3 separate regions of the Sus scrofa genome follow, and all the other regions are linked to region 3. The links are chromatin contacts, called in public promoter capture Hi-C maps. All regions are on one chromosome and are shown on one strand. The core of a region is the stretch at or near the end of the contact, and the rest is flanking DNA. Distances in the headings are between cores, read along the strand shown.

Region 1 (4,022 bases), core at 999-3,498, 160 kb before region 3:
AGTAGCTTTATATCTGTTGAACTCAACAAATGAAATTTGATTTGTTTTTTTTTTAACTTTGTAGCCTTTCTCTAAAAATACTAGAAAGTGAAAATAATCCTTGTGTTTATCAAAAGCACCACTCTGCAGCAGACTTGTCCTTAATCACAGATAAGAATTGGGACCAGGCCTGAAGCAAAAGAAGCTGACAGTGCAGTGCTCAGAGGCAAACAACTGGACACCTTCTGAGGGCCAGGGTAGTTCCTGAAGGTCTCGGCGAGCACTCATTAAACAGTAACTGTCACATGACCACATCTGCCGCCAGCCTGTAACTACTGCATTGACTTAACTGGCTAGTCATATTTTCCAAATACCGGTTCACCGAGGCTGGCAAATACTACTATAGAGCCAACCTCCTGTCACCTCTGTACTAAACTTCTGCTCCACAACTTCCTTCACCTCCCCGTTCCCACCTGATGCCAGAACTTTCTTCTTCTGACTCCTGTGTGCCAGCACTTCTCGGGTGTCCGCCGATGCACCTCAACAGGTGGATGTTGTTAACCCAATTTCGAAAATGAAAAAACCGAGGCCCATGGGCCAAAGCCATTTATCTCTGTTCACCCTGCAGGTACAAAGCTGCAATTCTCAAGCCTGTGGTCTTCAATGCACCAATCACCAAGTGCTAACCCTTTACAAATTTCACCATATTAATGACCAAAATGGTCATTATACGTTAAGAAATAATTGATGTTTACTGACTGCTTGGCGTCAAGCCCCATAACGTTAAAAAAAAAAAAAAAACAAACAGTCAATTCTCCATCAAATTACATCAAAGACACTAATATTCCCTTGCTAAACATGGGGGGGAAAAAAATCACAGCAGTTAGAGGATACACCTCTTGCCCAAGATCATCACGCAACCGATAAATGGCGCACCAAGGACTACCTAACTCGAGAGTCTGAATCCTCAACTGGTAGTTACTGAATTTTCACAAAAGCCCTACAAGGGCTGTGTTACCAATCTAAGACAGGGAAACAGGATAAAAGCCACCTTCCTCAATCACACAGCTAGAAAATCGCCAGAGACCAGACTCCCCGATCCAGCCCACTCCAAGCCTCTTCAGTGAACTCACCTCAAACTCTCGGATGTAGGGCGCAATGCCACAGTAAGGTTGATTGTGGTGTTTTTCATGTGGCAGTTTCTCCAGGGGTGGCAGGTATGGGATGGGGTCACGGGGAGCAAAGAGGGCCAGAAGGTTGGGCGGCAGGAACTGGGTCATCGTGCCAAGTCTGAGAGCAGAAGCAGGACCATCTTATGTTAGGGTGGGCTGGGGAGATGAAGCCCCTATCAATCCCTTGCCTCCCAAGAAAAGAGAGAAACACGGACAAAAATCTCAAAGTCTCCTGTAAGGACACAGAGCGCGATCGATCCTTAATCACAGGGGCAAGCAGATTCTAGAGGGAGGGCTGTGTGAACGGGAGGGGAGGGGGAGGGCAAGAGAAGAGAAACAAAGACTGAAAACAGGTTTCCGAGCAGTGAAGTCCTGAGCAAGGAACTGCGGGGCTGAAGGTCCCTGGGGGCTTGTGGGGCATCAAGGATCCCGAGGAAGGAGGTCTAGGGCCGTGGCGGCTGGTGGTCCCGCACCTTGGATAAAAGGTTATAGGGGGAGGACCGCAAGAGGTCTCTGATCAGGAGAAGGGGTCAGTCATAAACAGCAAACCTCTCAAGCCAGGGGGTTGTGGGTAATAGATCTAGGCCCCGCAGGCGAAGTGGATTGTGGGTAAGGGTCCAGGACGGAAGGGAAGCGAGGACGAAAAAAGGCAACACAGCGCAAAGGCCTGTGGGTAAGTGACCGCTGAGGGCGGGGGAGGGGGACTATGGAAAAAGCCTAAGTGACCGGAGAACTCTGGGTAAGGCGTGCAAAAAGGTTCTGTGGTGGCGGTGGCGCGGGAAGACTGCCCGGCCCCGGGGAAGGGACTGGGATCCACCGCAGGGGCTTGTGGGTAGCGGCCCCGCACCCGGTAAGGCCACTCAGTCATACTCACCCGCCGCGCGGCGCCCTCCTCGGCCTGGCGACGGTCCAGGGGCTCGCGGCGGCCCCACAGCAGCAGGTACTCTAGCTCTAGCTTCGACTCAGACGGCGACCGCGTCTCTCAGTCTCTGTCGCCCGCCCAGCGCGCGCACCAGGCCACAGCTCACGAGCCCGCGCGGCCTCGGCTCGCGACAGGGGCAAGGGGTGGAACCAGCCTCAAATCCCTCCGCCGACCCTATTGCGCACGCGCCGCGCGAGTCAAGTGCAACCCACACACAGGAACCTTGGCGCCGCTGCGAGCACTGCGCACGCGCGAGGCCACTACCCCGCCTTCCGGCACCTTAAACTCCTTTGCCGCGGCGGGATGAAGGTCACAGTGCGCACGCGCGCTCCGCCCCAAGCGGTCCCCTTTCACCTCGCGCTCAGGGCTCCAACTGCCTCTGTCCGCGAGACTCTTGATGCTCCACGCCTTTTCTTACACACTTCCCGGATCTTGCGCGCATGCCTGTAACGTCTTTCACACTGAAATATCCTTCCGCCGCCTGGCAAAGAGTTCCTACGTGAACAGTGTGATTCCTTAACCTAGGAAATCAGTAACTGTTCATTGAGCGCCCAATGTGTGCGTGGCGTTGTTTGGGCTCTGGCGATATACCATGCGACTGAAGCGAAGTCTTTTCCTTTTTGGAGCTTACATTGTACTGAGGGAGACAATAAAGGCACTTAAAAAGATAAATTTCGGACGGTGGCCAACACAGTAAAGAAAAATAGGGCCGAGTACGGGAATGGGCGGGGATAGAGGGGTTATTTTAGAACTAGGTCCTTCTGGAGAAGGAGACTGATGGAAGGGAGATCTGGGCGGGTTTAACAGCAAGTGCAAAGGTCCTGAATTGGGGCGGAAAGTGGGAATCTCATGTTGGCTGAGAGAGCAGAGAGCTGGCGGATTATTTAGGGCCCTGTAGACCTGTAAGAAGTTAAAATATTTGAAGTTTGGGGAATAGATTCAATTGCCTGTTTGATAATAATTACAGAAATTACTACAAAATTTAAATGGCTAATATCATGCTACTTAAAAAAAATATCCTGAAGCGTTCTCTCGTGGCGCAGCAAGTTAAGAATGAGCATTGTTACTGCATTGGCTTGGGTTGCTGATGTGGAGCAGGTGCCACCTCTGGCCAGGGCACATCGACATGCCATGGGCATGGCTTAAAAAACAGATAACGTATACATAGACACGTTTGCTTTCTGTGTATATGTATGTGGGAACTCTGCACTATTTTTTGGAACTTTTCCATAATTCTAAAATTACTTCAAAATAAAAAGTTTGAAGAAAAATAAAGCTAATAATAATGTATTTTTTTTTAGTACCATTGGATAGTAAATGGCTGAGACACTGCACCTCTAAATGCTTCAGCATGTCTCCTAAGAATAATGGCATCCTCTGCCCAACAACACAGCTATTTTCACCTCTTAGAAAGTTTATCCAGCCCCTATTCAGATTTTCCCAGTTGACTCATGAGAACTCTATCTTAATCTGAAACAGGAGCCAGTCAATGTTCACGCGTTTATTTGGTTATCATGTCTCTCTCGCCTCTTTAACATAGAATAGACACACACACACACACACACACACACACACACACACACACACACACTGCGTTATGTTGTTGTTTTCCCCCGAGTTTGGTGTGCAGTCCTATGTCCTGCATTCTGACTTTGTCTGATTATTTCCTCGTGGAATTTAGTTCATTCCACTATCCCCATTTTGCCCATAAACTGGAAATTGAGTCTAAAGGTTTTCATAGACTGATATTGAACATTTTTGGCAAGAACATTACTCGGGTGATACTGCAGACTTTGTATTGCATCATGTCTGGTATTTCATCACATCTGGAAGTGCCTGATGTCAGATGGTCCTGGTATTATGATGCTGAGTTAGTCACCTGGTCAGGGTGCCAGCTACCAGATCTCTCCTGGCAAAGGTACATATTCTCCTTGGTAATCTGAGCAGTG
Region 2 (4,062 bases), core at 1,041-3,540, 140 kb before region 3:
GTCGGCTTTCTCCTTCCGGCAAGGAAGGCAGTGGCTTATTCCAGTAGCGGGACCGGAAAGATTTGAATCTGGAAGCGGAGCGGGTAAGGATCTTTTTTTTTCTTTGATGTTTGGGGGCTTGGCTTTGCGTTCGATGATGGACAGAACGTATTTGGATTTTGGAAGTGAGGTTCGTAAAGGTTCCGATTTGGGGAGCGAATCTGAAGTGCCCCGGCAATGCGATTGGTCAGGAAGGGTTCTGATCTGGCGGCGGCCGTCAGCGCCTGGTGCAGAAGGACTGTAGAGGCCGAAAGAAGAGGAATTCTCAGTCTGGGACACAGGGCATGGGACGGGGGTGTGAAAGTTTTCTTGCTCATCCCTCCTCCCCGGGCCTCCTCAGGCTCTCATCCCCTGGACGAAGAACCCCGAGCTGAGCGGCCGGCCTTTCGCAGTATCTGACCAGGGCATCCTGGACTGCCATCAGCTCTATATGACCACTTCGGCCCGGGACTTCCGAACCTACTCGAAGTGAGCCTAGGTCCTCACTTGGGACCATCCCCTGCACAGCCCCCCCCCCCGCGCCTAGGCTAGTGGGCCGCCGGGCCGCCTGGTGTGGACTCCCCTTCTCTGACTCAGTAGTCTCCACTTTCGGCTCCTGCACACTCAGAAGTTCGGACCTCTGCCCCTATCTCTTTTAGAGCCCTAGGATCCTTAGTGTCAACTCTCAGGAACAAAAAGGGCCCAAGAGGGAGTTTGGGATCTGGGGGTGTGGCCCTCAGGGTCTAGGGAGGGCCTCGTTTGGTATTTGGGTCCCCAGATACTTCTTTCAAGGATGCGAAAGTCCCAGATTTCAGGTCCTTGAATACCTCGAGGACCCAGGAATCTAGGCTAGGAGTCCGCAGCCTCATGCTTTCTAAAGAGTCCCCAATCCCTACAAATGTATCCTAGCCTCGCATCGCAGAAGTTCAGCAGCCTCCTCAGGACCCGAGGTCTAAACCTCAGCCTGGTCCAGAGGATCCAGCTGTGCCCTACCCATCCTGCCTCCACCCCCACTCCCAACAGGAAGGAGTTGTCAGGATACCCTCGCAAGGACTCGCTGACATACTGGAGCTTGAAGGAGACGCCCCAGGCCTGGGGCCACGGCCCAAAGCAGCCGTCCTATCCGTATTCCTCTTGGCCACCCGGGCCGCCGAAAACCCGCGTGCCCCGCGCCCGCCCAGTGATGCCCGTCGTGCCGCACCGCGGGGCGCAGTCTCTGGCTCAGGAATCCTACGGCCCCCCGCTGCACCCACTCCGCCGGCTCGACCGTTTCTGCCCGCTGGAGCTCCCTTGGGGAGGCCCCCACTGGAAGCCCGTGTCAGGCATTTACAGCGTGCCGCAAGCCTACGGCACCGAGAACTCCAACTACGGCAGCTTGAAGCCGGCGCTCGTCTGAGCGGGCGGGGCCGGCCGGGCCCCATACCCGGCCCCAAGCGGAGGCGGAGCCGAGCCTGGCTCGCCGCTACTGGGGCCACACTGGGCGGGGTCAAGATCGCGAACCCCGCCCTCCACGTGGGGAGGGGACAGCGTTCGGGACCCGCCCACTGAGCCCCTGGCCCACTCAGTTGCAGGGGCGGGACTGAACCTGGAACCTGTACTCTGGGGCTGTGGGGATCAGGAGGGCCGCGCCCTCTGCGGCAGAGCTTATCTTAGTGACTGAGTTAAATACCCTAAACCACGCTCTTTGCTGGGTTTGGTTCAAGCATCCGGGCTTTCGAGGGCTTGAGCGCGGGGGAGGTGGGGGTCTGGCCGAATTCACCGTGGAGGCACGGCGCATCTGGGCGCGGGTAGACCCCTCACCTCCGGGCACAGAATCCAATAATGAATACAGGCGCCTCCTAAGAGGTTAGACTCAGCCCAGGACGGGTGGAGCAGGGTAGAGGCTTCAGCCAATCACCATTCGAGGGTTGTCAGAGGGGCGCTGCTCCAGCCTCAGCCTCCCTCAGGATGAGCAGAGGGGGATCTGCAGAGCAAGGGGCGCAGCTGAGGGCTTTCTATACCTTATTTCTTGTGCCCCCATCGCGATCTCTTTAGCACCAGTCTGTGAAGTCACCCTCAACTTGGCCGTCTTCTGCTGCTTGGCGAGGGAGCGCTCAGGTGGGCGGATGGGGTGCATCGCTGAGCCACTGATGCACCTCCCTGACCTTGCCTGCTTCTCAGCCCCCGGGGAAGATTAGTGTCCAGGTTACCCCACTTCCAGTGGCCTTGCCGCCCCCACAGCCTGCAGGTATAAGACCAGGTAAACACGGCTTGGAGACACCAAGGATGGAGATGCTCCAGGTAAGACTGTTGGGAACCCGCGGCACCCGGTGACTCCATGCAGCCCTCAGCTGGCAGGAAGAGGGAAAGTCCTGTGACCCGGTGAAGGAGGCCTCTCTCTCGAAGGCTGTGGACAGCCAGCAGGAGGGAAGCTGGTGGGGCAGGGCCTGAGGGTGGGCATCTGAGGTGCTGGGGTATCCAGGGTCCCTGGGAGGGGGGGAGGGGAGATCCTTGAATGGCAGATGTCAGGCGGAGGAGCTGTGTCCCTGAGTGTCACATGCAGAGGGTGGAGGTGGGGAAAGGGCTGGGGGCGGAGGTCTCAGGCTGGCCCTGAGGCACTGGCCTTGTCCCAGGGACTGCTGTTGTGGCTGCTGCTGAGCGTGGCCGGGGTGTGGGCATCCAGGGGGCCACTGCGGCCTCTGTGCCGGCCCATCAACGCCACCCTGGCTGCTGAGAATGAGGCTTGCCCTGTCTGCATCACCTTTACCACCAGCATCTGTGCCGGCTACTGTCCCAGCATGGTGAGCTATGCAGGGTGGGCACCTGCAGACGGGTGCCGCCTCCACCACAGATCCGGGTGGATTACTCAGGGCCAGGCCCACAGAAGACAGGAGGTGGCACCGGGACGGCAGGGTGGCCTGCCCCTCTAGGCAGAGGCTGGGGAGTTGGAGTCAGAGTGGGGCCTGTGGGTGGGAGAACACAGAGGGTCCCCTGGACACCTGAGTCTGGGGTCTGTGGGGTACTGAGGGGGGACCTTGGGGGAGGGCTGGGCCCCAGGTAGACACCCAAGCCCCGCCCCCACCCCCTACAGGTGCGGGTGCTGCCGGCTGCCCTGCCACCCGTGCCCCAGCCGGTGTGCACCTACCGAGAGCTGAGCTTTGCCTCCATCCGCCTCCCTGGCTGCCCGCCTGGCGTGGACCCAACGGTCTCCTTCCCCGTGGCTCTCAGCTGTCACTGCGGGCCCTGCCGCCTCAGCAGCTCTGACTGTGGGGGTCCCAGAGCCCAACCCTTGGCCTGTGACCGCCCCCTACTCCCAGGCCTCCTCTTCCTCTAAGGACTCCCGGCCTCAGCCTCCCAGGCCCACAGATGCTCCCCCCCACCAATAAAGGCTGCTCCACCTGCACTCTGGGGTTGTCTATTCTGGGGGCTGGGGCGTGTGAGCACGTGCGTATGTACACACCTACACCCACACCCACACAGTGGGCCCAGTTTCGGAACCATTTTATACAAAGTCACGGTGTCAGAACTCTGGTAGAAAACAGGGGAGGTGGGGGAGAGGGTGACGTGGGCTCAGGAGGTGTCCATGGTCTCGCCTTCTGTGGGGAGAAGGAAGGCCAGGTGGTCGGTGTGGCCCAGAGGGCAGGGCCCGAGCTCTCCAGGCCGGGCTCCCCTCCCTCTGCGGGCCGGCGGGCGGGCGGCGGTGGGCGGCGGGGCCGATACTCACTGAGCTCGTTGAAGAGGAAGGCATCCTGGTACTCCTTCATGTACTGCGTGGATCGTGACTCGTCCAGAAAGAGCGAGTAGACCCGCTTGATGTCGTCCACCTGGACCTCCGTGCCCTGATGGGGGTGCCAGACCTCAGAGGGGGGGCCCCCCCGGGGCGGGAGCAACGACTCTGGGGCCAGGTCGCCTGGGGTCAAATCCCAGCAGGGCCACCGCCCGGCCACGGCCCCCACCTCTCCACCCCTGGTGTGCTCATCTGTAAAAGGGACTTCACGGCATCGGAGTGCAGCCAATAGCTATTCAGTCGGCGCCTCCCGGCGCCTCCCGGGCGTCCGGCCAGGA
Region 3 (3,564 bases), core at 690-3,189:
GCCTCCCGGACCAGGGCTCTCCCATCGCAAACTCAGTCTCCCAAATTCCCCTTCCCACCTCTCAGCTGCTGCGCCCCCCCGCCCCCCGCCAGACTTTAAGCCCACTTACCAATGTCCAGACCACCCCACATCTTTCCATAAAAGCACTTTGCAGCCAAGAGGAGGGCATCGTTACATTTATTTTGGCCCCTTAAAACCCTAATCCTCGGAGTTCCCATCATGGCTCAATGGTTAAAGAATCGACTAGGAACCATGAGGTTGTGGGTTCGATCCCTGGCCTTGCTTAGCGGGTTAAGGATCCAGCGTTGCCGTGAGCTGTGGTGTAGGTCGTAGACATGGCTTAGATTCCGCATTGCTGTGGCTCTGGCCTTGGCTGGCAGCTGTAGCTCCGATTAAACCCCTAGCCTAGGAACCTCCATATGCTGCAGGTGTGGCTCTAGAAAAAGGCAAAAAAAAAAACCACCAAAAAACCCTAATCCTTGCCCTCCCCCATTTCCACTGGAGGCCTGGACCCCAGGGATTACGATTTCCAGAAGGCCTTGCGGCAGGAGCAACCCGGGGGCTCCTGGGAAAAGTATTGCCAGCCGGCTGCTACCGAGCAGTAATTAAACAAGCCCGCAGGGGAGAGTAAATCAAACTCTAATTTGGAAATAATGAAGGAGGTAAAGCAAAAAGGCCTCCCTGTTTATTCTTGGCCCTTAGGGGAAAGGAGTTTAGACCTCTCTGCCAGCAGAGTAGGAGGGTGGCCAGCCCCAAAAGTCGAGAAGGAAGAAAAAACCGGGGGTTGAAAATCCGGGGTCCGAGGAAGGAAGAGCTGGTGTCTGGATGCCTGAATTTAGAGGACTGGGAAACTAAAGGGGAGGTAGGAGGAAATTAAGTGGCATGACTCCCCGGCTGGGAGGTACCAAGTTTCCTCGAGGTGGGGGCCCCCAGGCTGGGAGGTGGAGCTGCATCACTGCTGCGGATTGGCCGCGGCGGGGGTGTGTGTGCAGCAATCACCAACTGGCCTGGGCGCGGCACCGCTAAGGCTCCAGCCAAGGTTGAGGGGGGAAGAGGGCTGGGGAGGAGGGAGGGAAGGCGGAGACACTTTGCTGGAGAGCGTTCAGGTTTGACCACCTGGGCCTGTGACTGTTAAGGCTGCGGGACAGAATTTGGGGGCATAGTGTCGCAGGGTAGAATTACGGAGACGCAGTGAACCAGGGACTGAGTTTGAATACACAAGAGGAACAATATTTTGGTGTCAAAGTAACCCCGATGCAGGAGTTGGGGGAACTCCTGGAAGGTTCGGGGGGACACAGTGACCGCGTGGCGTGGCGTAGGGGACACCGATGCGGGTTTGACCAGCTGGCGATTAGAGGGACCCTGCGGGGCTGTAATCGTCTAACTCTGCCTCTGGGGGTCCTGAAGCTGGGGAGACACTCCCGAAGGGGCATAAACCAGGAAATCCTATTCTAAGGGCTGCTCACGGAAGCCCTCTGATGAAGTGGGGGATTGAAATTTTACCACTGATGAAAAGAGGTGGTAGGAGGCAAGGTGAACAGTGTGGGTGTTTCTCTTTAAAAGTTACAAAGAATGCACACGTTATCTTCTCGTTGCAAAGAAAAACCTGTATTCAAATAGAGTATCCAGAGGGAAGCTCCTGCTCCATCCACACCTGCCGCCCTCTTCGGAGTCCCCTCCCTTTTCCCGCGCGTTTTTCCGTACTCTCTGCTCCCACCGATATTTAGAGCGGGGTTTGCTTTTCCCCAAGAATCGTGGTGCGTGAAGATCACTGCTTCCTGCGTTTCCCCTCTCTTATCTCGGGCTGCTGGCCTTTGTTAGCGCCCCGGAACAGTTCTGGATCTATTAAAACGCAGTTTGGAAGCCGTTGCACGCTGGCTCTTGCGCGGGGGCGGGGAGGAGGGTTCCCCCCCGGCCCCCCGCGGGTTCCGGCGCATGCGCTCTGCAGCAGGGCCCAGTTCCCCCTCCAGCGCCCTATAACTGGGAAGGCCTGGGCAGCCTAGGGCGCTGGGCTGGCCGTCATCCCACGCGAGGGGGCGTGAGCGGGGCGGAGCCGGAACGTCTTTCTCGCCCGCCGCACCCGGGCCGGGCACAGATCCCCGCCGCTCGGACCATGGCTGCAGCCGCCTTGAGGCAGGTGGGTTCGCGGCCGGGTGGGAGACCCTGCGGGGAGGCGCACTTCGGGTGGACCCCTCGCCCGTGGCCTCTCCGGCGTGGCACCCGCTCCTCCCGCACTCGGGTTCCGCCGCGGGGCGCCGAGGAGGAGGAGGCCCCGGAGAAAGCAGCACAAGGCCTTCCAGGCGGGGAGGGGGAGAGAGGTCAACGTTGGGAAGGGGACCCAGATGGGAGCCACACGGAGGGGAACGTGGAGGAGGAGCCTATAAGGAGAGAGCCGTGGGGCTGGGGTGGCGGGATGGGTTAGGAGGGAATAGGCAGCCGGTGGGGGAGCCGGGCTAAGACGCCCAGGACCTCGGACCCCTAGGGGTAGAGGTAGGAGGAAGGCATAGGGTTCAGTCTCAGGTCACTCATGGGAATTGGATCCAGCGCCCTGTTTTCTTGGAACTAAAGATAGATGTCTCATGTGTCCCTGAAACCTCTCATCTGGAACTCTCCACCCGGGGGTGGTGGTGGGGGACCGAGGCAGCATCTCCCTGTCAGTGACTGAGATCGTCCAGGCGAGAAGGGGACCCTCCGTTCTTACGGACAGGATGGCAACAAGCAGAGCTTCGGTCCGTGGTTTTAGAAAACAAGGATACAATACTAATAACTTGGTGTGTGTGTGTGGGGGGGGTGTCTTTACAACCCTTGACAGCTGCAGCCTGACGGTGGGAAAAGTGGTTTCTGTTAACTTTGTAGTTGACTTTATCTGGGACTCTTATCCCAGCCTGATGGAGAGCAGGGCAGACTTTTACTTTCTCAGAGTGACTGAGACAGGCTCGGACTGCCACCGAGGCGGGCTAGGCTTTGATGGTGACACTGCTGGGCTGTGGTGGGACAGTTCCGGGCAGCGATGGGGACAGTCTGGGTGATGATGCGGAGAATCTTGGGCTGTCATAGGACAGTCCTGGTTTCTTGTGAGACCTCGGCTATGGTGGGTCAGTTCTGCATGTCATGGGGATCAGTCCTGGGCTTTGACTGGGTCATGTGCGGGTTATGGTCCAGATGGTCCCTTGCTGGGACAAGGACAGCCCTGCTCATGATAGAGACCTTTCCCGGGCTGTAAAATGGGGTCAGTCCCGAAGTGTGAAGGACAGCTAAGCTATGATAGAGACAATCCTTGGCTTTAATGGTGACCTTCCTGGGCCACGTTAGGACAGTCCTGAGCTTTAACAAGAAGGCTCCAGCATGTTGGAGTCCTGCCCTGTGCATATCCACCCCCTCCCCCAGCCATTTCTCTTTTCTTTTCTTTTTTTGTCTTTTTGCCTTTTCTGGGGCCGCTTCTGTGGCATATGGAGATTCCCAGGCTAGGGGTCGAATCGGAGCTGTAGTCACTGGCCTACACCACAGCCACAGCAATGCGGGATCCAAGACACGTCTGCAACCTACACCACAGCTCATGGCAAC

What was found. Promoter capture Hi-C pulls out the DNA fragments that hold promoters and counts their contacts.
Region 1: a contact with region 3 is called in a promoter capture Hi-C map of fetal liver, with 2.8 times the contacts expected there. The contact joins the promoter of SNRNP70 here to the promoter of BCAT2 in region 3. A contact is called at or near these places in 3 of 5 promoter capture datasets (fetal liver and liver), 6 of 47 Hi-C or Micro-C datasets (embryonic fibroblasts, epiblast stem cells, fetal heart ventricle and 3 more) and 1 of 2 datasets of contacts at active chromatin or transcription factors (alveolar macrophages).
Region 2: a promoter capture Hi-C map of fetal liver shows a contact between it and region 3, with 2.3 times the contacts expected there. The contact joins the promoter of LHB here to the promoter of BCAT2 in region 3. A contact is called at or near these places in 2 of 5 promoter capture datasets (fetal liver and liver), 3 of 47 Hi-C or Micro-C datasets (embryonic fibroblasts, epiblast stem cells and fetal heart ventricle) and 1 of 2 datasets of contacts at active chromatin or transcription factors (alveolar macrophages).

Annotation. Positions count from the first base shown.
Region 1 is chr6:54,286,580-54,290,601 of Sscrofa11.1, reverse strand. It overlaps SNRNP70 (U1 small nuclear ribonucleoprotein 70 kDa), which reads right to left and starts at 2,248. Exons shown (of 10, transcript XM_021094709.1): 1 at 2,026-2,248; 2 at 1,113-1,269. The coding sequence starts at 1,259. It also overlaps a transcript of NTF4 not described here.
Region 2 is chr6:54,262,912-54,266,973 of Sscrofa11.1, reverse strand. It overlaps LHB (luteinizing hormone beta polypeptide), which reads left to right and starts at 2,290. Exons shown (of 3, transcript NM_214080.1): 1 at 2,290-2,298; 2 at 2,631-2,798; 3 at 3,089-3,331. The coding sequence starts at 2,290. The coding sequence ends at 3,331. It overlaps RUVBL2 (RuvB like AAA ATPase 2), which reads right to left. Exons shown (of 15, transcript NM_001243867.1): 14 at 3,722-3,836; 15 at 3,482-3,593. The coding sequence ends at 3,568. LOC110261017 (a long non-coding RNA gene) reads right to left here and starts at 2,134. Exons shown (of 2, transcript XR_002344720.1): 1 at 2,019-2,134; 2 at 85-277.
Region 3 is chr6:54,121,823-54,125,386 of Sscrofa11.1, reverse strand. It overlaps BCAT2 (branched-chain-amino-acid aminotransferase, mitochondrial), which reads left to right and starts at 1,939. Exons shown (of 10, transcript XM_021094703.1): 1 at 1,939-2,137. The coding sequence starts at 2,114. The region is part of intron 2 of LOC106510565 (a long non-coding RNA gene); the gene reads right to left. It overlaps HSD17B14 (17-beta-hydroxysteroid dehydrogenase 14), which reads left to right. Exons shown (of 10, transcript XM_021094705.1): 10 at 1-158.